Linked DNA regions of Sus scrofa: all the other regions are linked to region 1. A link is a contact called in public promoter capture Hi-C data. All regions are on one chromosome and are shown on one strand. Each heading gives the region's core, a stretch centred on a gene start, on an enhancer-like site or on the middle of the called end of the contact. The rest is flanking DNA. Distances are from core to core; before and after follow the strand shown.

Region 1 (4,331 bases), core at 1,799-4,298:
GTAGGGGCTCCCCAGGCCCCGTGTGATCAGCCTCTCCAGCTCTGCCAGGTCCAGGGTGCCATGGGGCAGGTCTGGGAGAGGATGGGAGTGCACCCCCGCAATCTGCAGAGGTAGGGGGCAGAGCGTAAGGTCCAGTGGGTCCAGCAGCACCCCTACCCCTCTCCTGTCTGCTTCTCCCAGCGCTGGGCGGTGGGGCCTCCCCCTGTGCTGTGGGCCTGGCACAGCCATCCCAGCTAAGGACGCTGCTCTCCCTCTGCCCTGAGCGTCAAGTGCTCTGGGTGCCCACTAGGGGGCAGCAGAGTATCGCATACGGCCAGCAAGCGGGCGTCAAGCCTGCCCCCGCGTGGTCAATCTGGGAACAGCTCTCCTTCCTGTCTCCTCTTGGAGAGGCTGCCTTCCCAGCCACTTCTCCCCTCTGCAGGTCCCAGCTCGGCGCCTGGGAAGCAGGTTCCCTCCGCAAGTGCTGAGCATCCTGTGCTGGTCCCAGGTAAGGGCTGTCAGGTCCTTACCTGAGCCACCCCGCCCTGCTCATAGACGTGGACGTGGCATTCCTGCCCGAGGAGGAGCTGGGAGCCCCGGCGCCGGCAGTGACACATCACTAAGGTAGATGGGGTAGGGGGGCATGTTGGCACCAAGTCACATGGGGCCCATCTCCCCTGACCCAGCTCAGCGGGGCTGACCCCCAGGGCTTTATGCCAGTTAGGAAACAGTGGGCCGTCAAGACAGCTTCCTGCCATGTGCTGGAAAACCATCCCACTAAGCCCCCAAGTCTGTGGATCATTGGGCCCTGCACATCCTGTGCCCCTATGCCCTTAGGGGACAATGAGCCCAGGCCACGGGCATCAACCAGGCCCTAGCAGGAAACAGAGGACACACGCACACTGGGAAACCAGTGTTTGATGAAGGGACAATTTGATAAAGGTGTGGCAGCATGCAAAGTCACAAGGTTCAGTGCAGGACCCCCAGGCAGGAAGGGTTGAGAGGAGGGTGTGTCTACAGGTTCCCAAGGGCTCAGGCTCCACTGGTGTCATGGTCCCCAGCACAAAAGGGACAAGCGTGGAGGCAGGGCCTGGAGGGTGATTGGAAGTCGCCCCATGCTCACCAGAGATGAGGTTGGCCATGGTGTTTGTGGGCACAAACAGGGTCCGCTCCACCCCGAGCAGCTCCGCAGCCGTGGCCTGCAGCTCTGGGGGGGGGGGATGGGGGCGGGAGCCCATCAAAAAATGGCCCTTCTCCGGACTCTCTCCTTGCCGACCCCATGAGCCCCTTGTCCGGATGAGGGCGCCCTGCCCAAGGCTGCGGTGAGTGGCCGAGCAAGACGCCAGCTCCGGTCGGCCAGCTGCAGTCTGTGGTCTTGGTGACCTCACAGGGTCCAGGGGCCCCTCAGTCAACCCTCTGCGCCCTGCCTCTTTCTGGGCCAGCTTCTCCCCCCACATTGAAACTCTGTGGTTTGAACCCCCGTCCCACCCAGACCTCACACCTGTCTCACTTCCTTTCCCATCAGTCCCTTGCAGGTGGGGCCCTGCGGTTTCCTTGCTGACTTCCTCTCCCAGAACAGAGGACAGGAGCCCTCAGAAGGGGAGACTCTGGGGGACTTGAGGGGGGCTGGAAGGGGTGGGGCTTCCTGCTTCTGCTTTAAAGCGCACTGTGGCTCCCCTCTGCCTGCGGCATCAAGTCCGAACCATGACATTCAAAGCTGGTGGGATCTGGCCTCTGCCTCCCCCTCCCGGCACAGCGGTGGCCCCCCTCCCCCCCCGCTCCAGCCGCACCCTGTCCAGATCCTGAGCCTACTCCTCAGCACTGTGCCTCTCGTTCCCCAGCATTCCCTTCCCTGCGCGGGGCCGGGGTTCGGGGTGGAGCACGTCACTCTTCTTTTAAGCGGTTCCTTCACAGAGTCGCCCTTTCCTGTAAGTCCTGTGCCTCCCTCACCCACCCCCAGTCCCCAAGACACGCTCTGCGGACGCCTGCTCACCCCAGCACCTCCTTCATCCCAGGGGGGTAACTGTCTATGCAGCAGGCTGCCTGCTGAGCAGTGGCCCAGCATCTTTGAGGCTCCAGGCGACAGTGGGTGTCTGCTGGATGCATGATCAGCGCCATCACCACCGGACGCATAGCCATTCCCTCAGGGCTCAGGTGGTGACCCTGTGGCTTGGCCCTGGCACGGCTACCGTTGTATGCAGCCCAGCCATAGCATTGGCTCACCCTGGCAGCAATTCTCAACCCAGGGTGGGGGCACCGGTCACCTTGAAAACACTGGTGGGGTTTTTAGAACCCACTCCTCGGGAGGTGCAGCCTGTGGAGAACCCCTTTTCTAGACAGATTTTCTGTTTGTTTTCATGTGGGCAAGTGGTGGGTTCTAGAGTGAGACGATCTGGCTTCACATCCTGCTTTGCCATTTTCTAGGTATGGGACCTCGAGCCCTTGGCTTGGCTTCTCAGAGCCCTCCTCTGCAAGATGAGCTAACATCCAGCTCATGGGCAGTGGGGCCCCACCGGGTCGTGAGCCCACGAGTCACCGGCCGTCCTCTTAAGTTGCAGATTCTGGCTCAGCAGGTCCGCTGTGGGACCCGAGAATCTGTATTTCTAGCAGGCTCTCGAGTGACAGGTCAGACTGAGTTGCAAAGGTGCCAAGCGCAATGCCCAGCCAGCAGCCGGGCCGCCACCCCTGGGTCCCAGGCCACCTCTCCTGCCAGCACCTCGGACAGCGCGCTGGGGTCGCCGCGAGGACCCCGGCCTGCACGCCGGGCTCACCGCGCACGGTGGGGTCCTCGCCATAGTCGTCGTCCCCCACGACGGCCTCTGCCATGGCGCGCCTCATGGCCGGCCCGGGCTGGGTAACCGTGTCGCTGCGCAGGTCCACCACGTGCGTCGGGACCCCGGCCAGGCTCCCAGACCCCCGCGCCCAGAGGGCCCAGTGCCGCCGGGCCGCGGCCCGGGACAGGCTGGAGAGCATGGCGGGGGCCGCGCCGGCCCCCTGCCCCGACTCTTCCCGGCGGGAGCGGCCCGGAGCGGCGGGGCAGGGCTTCCCGGACTTCGGCCGCGGCTGACCAGGGCCGGGGTGGGGATGGGGCTCGGCGTGCAGGGAGTTGTAGTTCGGCCGTCAGGGCCCCGCGGCATGCTGGGAGTTGTAGTTCAGCCGTCGTCGCGGCGGGCTGCGAGCGGGCGCGGAATGCGGGAGAGGAAGGGTTCACCCCGCTTACCCAGGAGGAGACGGAGACCAGGCAAGTGGTTACAGAGCAGACGCTCGTGTGCCTCTTCCCGTCGGCCCGCAGCGTCCCGGGCACTTTGTAAGTGTGGGCGTAGGTAAGCCTCCCAGCAGCCCTTCGAGGGCAAGTACTGTTACCACCTCGTTTTGCACGGGGGGAAACTGAGACGCACAGAGCCAGTGAACGGCCCTAAGGTCGCTTGACCAGGAGAGTCCAGCTCTGAAGCACTGTGTTACCTTTGCCCACGAAAAGTAGCTTCCCTTAGGAGTTTCTGTCCTGGCTCAGCAGGTTAAGACCCTGACTAGTATCCACGAGGATGCAGGTTCGATCCCTGGTGTTGCCACATAGATCGCAGACACAGCTGCGGGCAGTTACAGCTCTGATTTGACCCCTAGCCCATGAACTTACATACGCGGCAGGTGCAGCCCTGAAAAGGAAAAAAAAAAAAAAAGGCAGCTTCCCATCATCTGCTTTTTTCAGTTGATGACCTACTGGTGATCAGGCTTTGTCTGGGTGCCAGCAGAGGGATGCAAAGATGGTGCAGCACATGGAGGTGTAATTAGAGGGGTGCACGGAGAGCCCCCTCCTCCACACCCCTGGCCCTGGAGGGGTGGACTGCCGAGGGCCCCTGCAGGGTAGTAGTCACGCCCGACTGACTTAATTGCCTACTTACCAGGGTGTGGCTTTGACAAGCCAGTTGACCTCTCTGTGCCTCAGTCTCCTTACATGCAAAAGGAGCTGTTTTGAGGATTTGGTGGCAAGGTGCTTTGTGCTGAGCGTGGTGCCTGCCTGGTAGTAAGTGCTCCGTATGAATGTTTGCCCTCTTACTGCTGCTGCTTTATCATGGTTTCTGGTCACATCCCGGGGTCCCCAGGCTTGGTGCTGCTGTGGGGTGCACCCTGACTCAGCCAAGGCTGGGCCTCCTGCAGGGTGACCTACCCTCACTCAGGGAGTGCCCAGCCCAGTTCGGCAGCTCCCCTTCCCGAGTGTAGGCCACAGATGTCTCTTCCCCACTGGAGGAGGTCAGTCCGGAGGGGCTACAGTCACCAAAGAGGCACCCGCAGCTCTGATCAGGGCACCCCTCAGCAAAGAGGACTCTCAGCCTTCACCTGACATTGACCTTCAT
Region 2 (4,873 bases), core at 1,402-3,901, 520 kb after region 1:
CATCTGTCAGGTCCCACAAGCTGTCACACACCGTCCCCACTGGCCGCTGTAGAAGATCTCTACGCGGCCCTCATTGTCAGCTTCCCCACCAGCCAGCCGCATGTCACCGTCTTTCACGCCTGCAGGACCCCGAGGGAGCGCAGAGGTCAGCAAGGGCGCGGGCTGGGCGCTGGGCCTCCAGCTGGGGTAGTGGCCCGGCCGCCCCACACTTCTCAGGGTCACGTGCTTTTGCAGGGGCAGTAAAGTTCTCCCCAACCATCCATCCATCCTCAAATGGGTCACCCCCTAGAGAGGAATACAAAATGTGCATAGACACCCCCCAAAGGCAAATGCCCCCTTCCGGGTCTCTGACGGCTGAGCCCTTCATCCCACAGATTGAGAAGAGGTGGGGGGGCTTTGTGCCCCCTGAGCGGGGGTAGCAGGACCCCAAGGGAAGAATGGCTGAGGTCCCCACTGACCCTGAGGGTGTCTGGGGTTTGGGGGGTGCAGCTTGGCACCGTGACAAGGACGGCTGGGAGGGGTGTAGGGTGCCTAGGGCAGCAGGCCCAGGGCGCCCCGGAAACAGAGACAGTATGCCAGGCGGGGAGGGAAAGCGGGGCCCCGCCCTACACATACGGTTCTCCTGGGACTCAGCCCACTGAGGCCCAGCCCCCACTGAGGCCTAGCCGAAGCCCACGGGGTCAGGCAGAAGCTGGGTGTCAAAGGGCAATTCTCAGACGGGGGTGCGACAGGCCTCCACGGGGTCACCCGGCCAGACGTCCAGGACTCCACAAGTTTGTGTGCAAAGGGCACCAAGCTTGTGGCCCTGCAGCATCTGACTGGTCTGTGGGCCCTTTGCCTGGTCCCTCTGGCTCCCCTGGATGAAATGGGGACTCCCTTGGAGACCCTCCAAACTTGCAGCCATGACCTGGGACACCCAGGGCTGCAAGCAGGAGGGAAGACCTGGCTGCCCCCTGGGACCCAGGCACCAGGAGGACACTGCCTGATTTTCTGCAAGGAGGGGTCAACCCTGCAGAGCTGGGGCAGCAGCTTCACAGACTGCGACGTTTCCTGGGGCTCAGCTCACCTTGGGTCCCTGTGACCAGCAGCCACATCCATAGGAGCCATAGAGGGGCCATGGCCTTGCCTGGCAGCACCTGGTCCTGCAGCAGAAGGAGGTGGCTGAGTGAGACGGCGGAGCCGGGTGGCCTCAGACCCTCCTGTTGGAGGGTGGCGGGCAGGCTGGGGGACCCCTCACTTTGTCTGAGGGGTGGTCTCTTGAGGACTCGCCCAGACGAAGAGGGAGGCTCTCGGGTAGTGAAAGCCAGGCCCTGGCCATGGTCGTCGGGGGCAAGGGGGTGGAGGCCAGGCGTGCGGGGCCCAGATTGGGAGGGTCCGGGGAGCCCTCTGCAGGGTGGGGCTCTAACTTCAGGCCATGGACCTTTACAGGAGTGCCCTGAGATCTGCAGCAAAGAACATTCTGGGGCTTCTGGGCCCCATGAGCTGTGGAAGGGAGGGGGCGGGGCAGGCAGAGGGATGCAGGAGGAGAAGGCCACAGAAACGGGGTGGGAGTGGAGGGCCGGGCAGCCGTGAGAGATGCTGGCCTGGGGGTCTGGAGGAAAGGGGACAGGGCTGAGGTTCGAGGGGGAGGCTGAGGGGAGGGAGCAAGATGAGCAGACAGGCTGGGCCCGCTCAGTGTGGTCCTGGCACAGCCACCTCTGAAGGCAGTGTCCCCAAGCAGCAGAGGCTCAGAGAGGTTAGAGACCACCAGGGCCACACAGGCAGCCCTGCTTGGACTTCCTGCCTCCATGTAACTCTCGCTGCTTTGCTTTTCCGGGTCCCCCATGCTGCCCTTCACCTGCCTTCCTCCCCCAGTGGCTGCACACAGGGGTGGGCCGGGGTGTCACTACCACTCTGGTTCAGTAAGAACCCTGGGACCCCCACACCACCCCAGGGTCCAGCAAGCAGGGGTGAGACCGCTTGCTGTTGTGGGTGCCCGTCAAGCCAGGGCCTGGTGACCCTGAGGTGGCGCCCTGGGCCTGCATGAACCAGACTCCCAGGGGCTCCCAGCACAGGGGCTCCCAGCATCCCTGGGCCAAGACTGCTCACAGGGGACTAGCCTGACCCTGAGAAATGGAGCCATTCAGGCACTTGGCATACGGCATGCAAATGTTACCACAGCCTTTCGGGTGGCCATGGCCACCCATTTTTGCCTAACTTGTTTGGGAAGTGGGACCCTGGCCCCCATTGGTGCCCTTGTGCTCTTCCTTTGGACAGGTTTAGCCTGGGCTGGAGCGCGCAAATCTGAGAGAGCACCCGGCCTGAATTCTGAGCCTGCCCGCCCCTTTGGGTGGTGTCCTTGTGCAGCGAACCGCCTGCCCAAACTGTACACAGAAATCCTTTTGGACATGGGAGCAGCAGTGATGGTGCCTGGGTTCAGGAGGAGCACCAGATCCCCAGCTGGGCATGAACAGGGACGGAGAGGGACACCCACCTGAGAGCAAGAGGCACGAGCTTACCTCCCCGGGGCAACTACTGATGGCTTCGCAGGATCCCTCTGCAGACCGACCATCAACCTGGAAAACCCTCCCAGGACTGAGCTTGGTTGGGCTGGTCCTAGGAAAGGCTTCAGAGAGCTCAGTTTAGTTTCAATTTCTAGAAAACCACCTGACACTGCTCTCTTCTGGGGTTGGCTGCTGCCAAGGCTCCCTGGCCGCCCCCTCAGCCCTGAGCGAGGGGTGGGGAGGGGGAGAAGGTGGGGGTGGCTGCCTCCCAGGGCCTAAGTCTGCATCCGGGCTGATTCTGCAGCCGGGCTGATTCTGCAGCCGGAGCAGGGTGGCTGCCAGCCACATTTGTATTTCAACCGTCTTCCTCCCGGGCTGGAGGGGCGCCAGGGGCGGGCGCTGGGGCGGGGCCACCGCTCTGAGCCACTTCCTGGGTCTCAGGCAAAGCCAGCAGTGGGGACACTGCCTCGGGGCTGCTCGAGTACTGTCCCCCCTGCTCTGAGCACTTGACACGCCTGACCCAACTGGCTCACTCCGGTGGGGCGGGCGGAACCTCTGGAGGGAGGTGAGTTGTCCTGTCGCCTCGCCCCCACGCCCTTTCCTTTCCAGAGAGCCAGTGCCGTGGCTCTCTGGGCACGCACCCTCGTCTCACCCCAGCTTGGGCAGCTCTCCTGGGCCGGACCTGGGCCCTGTGGGTCGGAGCGGATGGTGTCAGGGAGGCGTCGCGATCCCAGCCGGCCGGGGGTCAGCTTCAGACTCCTGGAGCAGGACCCTGTTGGGAGCAGGTGGCCTGGAGCTCCTGATGCCTGTGGTGGCCCAGACCCTGCTGAGGACATCCCAGCTGAGGATGGGCGAGGGCAGGCTGACAGATGGAGGACCCGAGGTCCTGATGCCATGGCGTGAGCCCCTGAGACCAGCTGGCCTGAAATTGAGGCCAAGCCCAGGCTGCAAGGCTAAGTGAGGCCATCAACACCCTCTTGCTGTCACCTGCACCCCAAGGCTTGGGACGAGGGTGACCCCCTTGGATGTCCCAATGCCCGTGGACCTGGCCTGCATGTGGGGATCACCCAGGCGTTTCACAAACTCCTGACGCCCAGACCTGTGATGCCTCAGTCCTTGGGGTGGGAGGGCACTGCCGTTAAAGCCCGCGGGTGGCTCCAACATGCAGCCAGGATTGAGAACCACTGCGGAGGCAGTTTGCCCAGCCACCAGGCCAACCATTCAATGAGTGCCCAAGAGGAGAGGAGCCCACCTCGTCCCCGCCAGAGAAGCTGAAGATCCGTGGCGGGGGTGGGGAGCAGCAGAAACAGAAGCGGCAGGAGAGCCTGGGGAGTCCTGACACCCCGCCCAGCTTCAGGAGCCTCGGTGCTGGGGACAGACATGCCAGCACTGTCACGTCTCCTAGCCTCCACTGGTTCCTGCCCCAGAAAGGGGCCATCAAGCTCCGGAGTGCAGGGGAAGCCCTTTGGGAGGTGCTGGTGGCAATGCCGAAAAACGCAAGTTGCCGAGTGTCCTGCTGGGTACGGAGGTCCCGACCTGGAACAAAAGCACAGGGGCTGTGCCCGGCTCTGGGGCCTCCCAGCCTTAGGCCCATTCAGGGACCCGGAACAGGCGTTGAGACCACGCCTCCAGAGAGGCGAGGAGAGACTCCGACAAGGACACCGACCGTGAAGGCCTCGAATCAGAGTCGGCCGGTGGCGACAGAGTGGACGCCACTGCTATTAGCAGGAAGTCACAGCCCAGATGTGCAGGAAGCTCCCTGGGGGCGGACAGAGACCAGAGCCCTCATGGGGTCTGCAGGATATTCTTTCACGCCTTCTCTCCATTTCCCTCAGCAAACATGGGGGGCCACCTGCTGCGCCTGTGACAGGAAGGGACACACTCAACAGTCCCCTCTTTAAGGATCAGAAAGCAGAGGCGGGGGGACACGCTCAGCTAACAGCTGGGGAGGCGAGAGTTGGGATTCCAATCCCCACTTTTCTTTCTTATTTCTTCCCCCCCCCCTTTTTTTTTCTTTGTAGACAAGCATCCTTGGCCTATGGAGGTTCCCAGGCTAGGGATTGAATCGGAGCTACAGCTGCCAGCCACAGCCACAGCCACAGCCACTCAGGATCCAAGCCACGTCTGCGACCTACATACATCACAGCTCATGGCAACATCGGATCCTTAACCCACTGAGCGAGGCCAGGGATCGAACTCGCATCCTCACTGATGCTAGTCAGGTTTGTTACTGCTGAGCCACAACGGGAACTCCCCCCTTTTCATTTCTTTTTTAATTTTCTGTTGGCAGCATGCGGAAGTTCTGGGGCCAGGGATCAAACCTGTGTCACAGGAGGGACAAGGCTGGATGCTTAACCTACTGTCCCACCAAGGGAGCTCCTTTTCTTTCT
Region 3 (4,720 bases), core at 128-2,627, 540 kb after region 1:
ACCCTGTCCCCAGACCACAGCAGTGTCCTCGTGACAGTGCCGGAACAAACTGAAGACTCTCTGGGTGGACACCCCTACCGAGGGCAGAGGGTGGAGCTGGCCGCTCAGCGTGCCTCTCAGCTGGATAGAGGGCTCATTGAGGCTGTGGGCTGCTGTGGGAGGAGCCCCCTCGTGCCCACAGGCTCAGGCAGGGCTGCTCCACTCAGAGGTGGGGCTGGGGGCTGGAGGAGAGCCTGCAGCCCAGCCCAGCTCCTCAAAGGAGAGGAAGGAGAGGCCGCAGAGACCCCACAGCTCCCGAAGGACTGCAGCACTCGCTGCCTTTTCACAGACCCTCGGGACCCGAGGCTTTTGTCACGTTTTGGTCCTTACACTGAAGAGCCAGCAAGATTGGGTCAACATCAGCAGACGTGTGCTCCCAAACCTATGATTTGTTGAGAATGTGGCAGGAAAAGATGTCAAGCACATACCCCGAGACGGACATGAGAAATGGGGCTGGAGTGCTAAGACACACGGTCCCCTGGGAGACACCAGGATGCCTGGGAAAAGATGTATCTGGCAGACAGAAGGGGGAGTGCAGGTTTCAGTGCCTGTCAAGCCTAGGGACGCGGAGGGCAAGAGAAAGGCAGCAAGCAACAAGGACAGGCAAGGAGGCGCCCATCCCAGGGATGGTGCCCGTCCAGACCAAGTGGGGGGAGGGGAGGGGGGCGAGGCGAGGAAGGGACGGGGCAGCGGGGACGTCTGGGCGCCAAGGAAGGACAGTGAGCTGTGCTGAGGGGGAGAGGAAGGCTCGCTGCAGGTGTGACAAAGTGCCAGTCAGGCTCCCTAACGGTCAGGAGAGGCCCTGCATAGGTCAGAGGGCGGGCAGCGACATCGCCGGGGCAGGAAAAGGTTGTCCTCAGGGACTGTGTTCGTCAGGGTCAGAGGGAATGATGTCCCACCCTGGTCAGGGCGGGAAGGTGTCGGCAAGTCAGAGGGTGTTTGGAGTCCTGCAGTCAGAGGGGTGGTGTCCCGCGCTAGTCAGAGAGAGTTAGGAGTCCCAAACCCGAGCGGAGAGGTGTCCTGCAAATCGCGGGGGGTGGGGGGCGGTCCGCCATCGGTCGGGAGAAGGGGACAGTTTCTCCTAGTCAGAGAGTCGTCCCACCCCCGTCAGCGACGCAGGGGCAGGGGCCCCGCTCCGTCAGATGGGGAGGGAGCTTGCGGGGTCCGGGGCGCGGTCGGAGGGGGCGGCGAGCGCAGGCGGCCGCGGACAGGTGGCCACTTACCCGGTGCGGGCGGCTCCGGGGCCCGCGGACAGCGGGGCCTCGCTGCGGAAAGTGCCGGACCAAGCGGGCGGCCGACTTCCGCCCGGCGCGCTCGCCCCACCTCCGGGCCACACGCTCCCGGCAGCCTCTGCTCTGCGGCTGCGCGCCGGGCGCCGAACGGGACTGCTGGGAGTTGTAGTTTTCGCTGTTCAGAAAGCGGGTTCTGGAGGAAGAGTCTCCGGCCATGGGGTGGACCCCGGAGAGGGGCGCTGCAGTCTGCACTGCCCAGCCCCATTCCCGGCCCACTGCATTATTCTGGAACGTTGGCCAAGCGAAAATTGGAGGGGGATGGGATGAAGGCTATGGGGAAGGGGTTATCTTTCCTAAAGCAGAGATTATAGGACCCCTCGCCTGGAGGCAGAGAAGCAAAGACCCCTTTATGCCGCGCTGGTTCTCAGCCCCTGTCCTTGGTTCTTCTAATCGGTCACATCAGAAGGTGGACCATTTTCCGAAGCAAAGATCAGAGCACAGGTCTACAGGGCTGGAATGTCCTGGGAGGAGGAGGGTGTTGGGGATGGGGTGGAGGTTTCCCTGCCACTGCTTTGCAATCAAAGAACCCTCTCCCAAATCTGGGTCTCCTCCCCAGTCCCCGAGCTGTTTTAATGGAAGTGTTAAAAGGCATCCTTGCCCTTCACCTCTAAGTCCTGCAATGTACCTATTTTAGAAATCCTGACAAAAGCCCGGTAGCAGTGGCTCATCACCCAAGAGCTTGGCAAGGAGGGTGTCTCAGTGCTCTGGGGGTCTGCACCTGATTTAGCCATTCCAAGCCTGCAGACACCCACTGGTCTCTCTCAAGAGGCTTCTGTTAAATAGCAGATGCATAAGGGAAAATTCAAGTTATCTAAATGGTGCACAGTGAAAAATAACTCTCCCCGCTGCCCTATTCTGCACTCCCTGCTCAGAGACAATCACTACTACTAGTTTCTTGTGGTTATTGCTAGGGATAGTTTATGACACACAAACCAATCATAAACGCCTATATTAAATTACCTTTTTAAAATATCAAATGAGGAGTTCCCGTCGTGGCACAGCAGAAACAAATCTGACTAGGAATCTTGAGGTTGTGGGTTTGATCCCTGGCCTTGCTCAGTGAGTTAAGAATCTGGCATTGCCGTGAGCTGTGGTGTATGTCGCAGACGAGGCCGGGATCGTGTGTGGTTGTGGCCGTGGCGTTGGCTGACAGCTGTAGCTCCAATCTAACCCCTAGCCTGGGAACCTCCATATGCCTCGAGTGCAGCCCTAAAAAGCAAAAAAAATTAAAATAAAAATAAAAAATTAAAATTAAAATTAATGAAAATATACTAAACATGGTTCTGCCTTTTTTTTGGGGGGGAACACCCTTTTTGAATTCACTTGTTTCCCATCATGTGTTGAATCCCAGCCATACAGCACATGTATTATTTAAATTCTTCAAATCTTTTATTTGTTCAGATATCTATATCTATATATGCCCCGCAGCTTAAGAAGGAAAAATCTTAGCCCTGTGAGTCTTGAAATCCCCCTTGCTATTCGTCCCTGTTCCCAATTCCCTCCTGCCCCAAGGTAATCACAATCTTGAATGTTGTGCTAATAATCATTCGCTTGCTTTCTTTTCTTTTTCTTTCTTTCTTTTTTTTTTTTTTTTTTTTTTTTTGTCTTTTGCCTTTTCTAGGGCCACTCCCCAGACATATGGAGGTTCCCAGGCTAGGGGTCTAATCAGAGCTGTAGCTGCCGGCCTACACCACAGCCACAGCAACTTGGGATCAGAGCTACATCTGCAACCTACACTACAGCTCACGGCAACGCCAGCTCCTTAACCTACTGAGCGAGGCCAGGGATCGAACCCGCAAACTCATGGTTCCTAGTCGGATTCATTAACCCCTGAGCCATGATGGAAACCCTGCTTTATTTTCTAATTTTAGCAAATAGGTATGTATCCCTAGACTATATATATGCCTGTTATAACTTTCATGAAAACGAACTACAACTCTATGCAGTGGATGAGCGATTAGGTGGTTCCACAGACATTACTGAGTGTATTAATTTTACCAGCTGATGGCATATGTCTTCTTATTGCCTGATTACTGAGACGTTGCGTATCTTATAATTTTTGGCCACTTATAGTTCTTCTTCTATAGATGCCCCAATGCCTCAGTGCTGTTTTTAGAAAATAACCCATCCTTTCTCCATTGAGATGCGTGCAATGCCAGTTTTGTCACAGATCAAGTGTCTAGATACACATGGGTCTATTTGGGGGCTTTCTGTTATGTTGTATTGGTATGATTTTTTGCAATAGCTACAACCACTGTCTCATTATTACCTCTTTATAATTGGCCTTCATATGTGGTAAGACAATCCACCGCCCAACCCCCGCTACATCCCACCCACCCCGGCCTTTTGGGATTTCGAATGGAAGGGCTCTAAGTTGTAGATTAACTGGGAGAGAACTGAGGTTTCTATGGTATGGCGTCTTCTACCCGAGAACATGGTTTGCCTTTTTCCGTTTCCCGAGGTCTTCGTTAATGTTCTTCCCCAAGGCTTGTCATTTTCACTTCACACGGATGCTCGCTCCGTATCATTGTACAAAGAGCTGCTTCACTCTCTGAAGAGCCGCGAGGTATTCCACTGTGGATGTCCTGCAGTTTATTTCCCCAGGCCCCTCCTGATGGCCTTTAAGGCTCTCTGTGATCTTGCAACGTACGGCAATGCTTTGGGGCATCTCCTGGAACTTACCTCTTTGAGCACAAGTGTCAGATTCTTAGGAGAGATGACTAGATCCAAGGCGACTTGCATCCTCTCTTGAAGAGATGCTGCCTTCCCAGGGGGCTGTGCCATGAACTTGCCCTCCTCCCGGTCAGCGGTGACGCCGTGGTCCTGTGCAGCCAGGTGTTCCTTTGACTTCCATTGTCCTTGTCTTCTTTGCATCGTTGCAGCCTTCACTGCGGACTCCTGGAAATTCTCTCTGTGAATTTTGTTCCTTTTGTTCCTGTGTTTTTGTTCCTGTGGCTCTGCATACAAGACTGAAAATCCTTCACTGTCCAGTCCTGTGTCTACTGATTCATTTACTCACGCTTTCCACAGTGACGTGCCTAGCGTTGTGCAGTCCACCAGGGGGCCCTCCCACTTTATGCATCAAGTCACGTCGTGTTTATTACCTACCCCGGCCGGCTCTATCTTGTGTGACTGCAAGTGCTGGAAAGGAATTCCCCAAATAGGGGAGCGAAGAGTGGAGAGAGCAGTTTCTTATGCTCCCCTCCTGCCTTTCTTTGGGTGGCGTCCTTAGAGGTGGAGTGTCATCTCCAGGTGTGAGGGTCGTAAAGCAGCAGATTCGCCTTTCCATCCTTGCAGCTGCCAGTCGGCGTCCCACCTGCCCCGAGCCTTCCAGGACCCCGGCAGGGCCATCCGGGGTCGGTGAGGGTGGGCCAGAGGCCAGAGAGGCT

Evidence for each region. Promoter capture Hi-C pulls out the DNA fragments that hold promoters and counts their contacts.
Region 2: a promoter capture Hi-C map of liver shows a contact between it and region 1, with 3 times the contacts expected there. The contact joins the promoter of LGALS3BP here to the promoter of LOC110255953 in region 1. A contact is called at or near these places in 1 of 5 promoter capture datasets (liver) and 2 of 47 Hi-C or Micro-C datasets (embryonic fibroblasts and subcutaneous adipose tissue).
Region 3: a promoter capture Hi-C map of liver shows a contact between it and region 1, with 4 times the contacts expected there. The contact joins the promoter of CANT1 here to the promoter of LOC110255953 in region 1. A contact is called at or near these places in 1 of 5 promoter capture datasets (liver) and 1 of 2 datasets of contacts at active chromatin or transcription factors (alveolar macrophages).

Annotation. Positions count from the first base shown.
Region 1 is chr12:3,727,459-3,731,789 of Sscrofa11.1, reverse strand. It overlaps LOC110255953 (probable low-specificity L-threonine aldolase 2), which reads right to left and starts at 3,048. Exons shown (of 7, transcript XM_021066526.1): 1 at 2,751-3,048; 2 at 1,103-1,186; 3 at 510-598; 4 at 1-102. The coding sequence starts at 2,952.
Region 2 is chr12:3,210,213-3,215,085 of Sscrofa11.1, reverse strand. LGALS3BP (galectin-3-binding protein) reads right to left here and starts at 2,651. Exons shown (of 7, transcript XM_021066516.1): 1 at 2,499-2,651; 2 at 1,067-1,142; 3 at 36-119; 4 at 1-33. The coding sequence starts at 1,118.
Region 3 is chr12:3,185,279-3,189,998 of Sscrofa11.1, reverse strand. It overlaps CANT1 (soluble calcium-activated nucleotidase 1), which reads right to left and starts at 1,377. Exons shown (of 5, transcript XM_021066517.1): 1 at 1,263-1,377.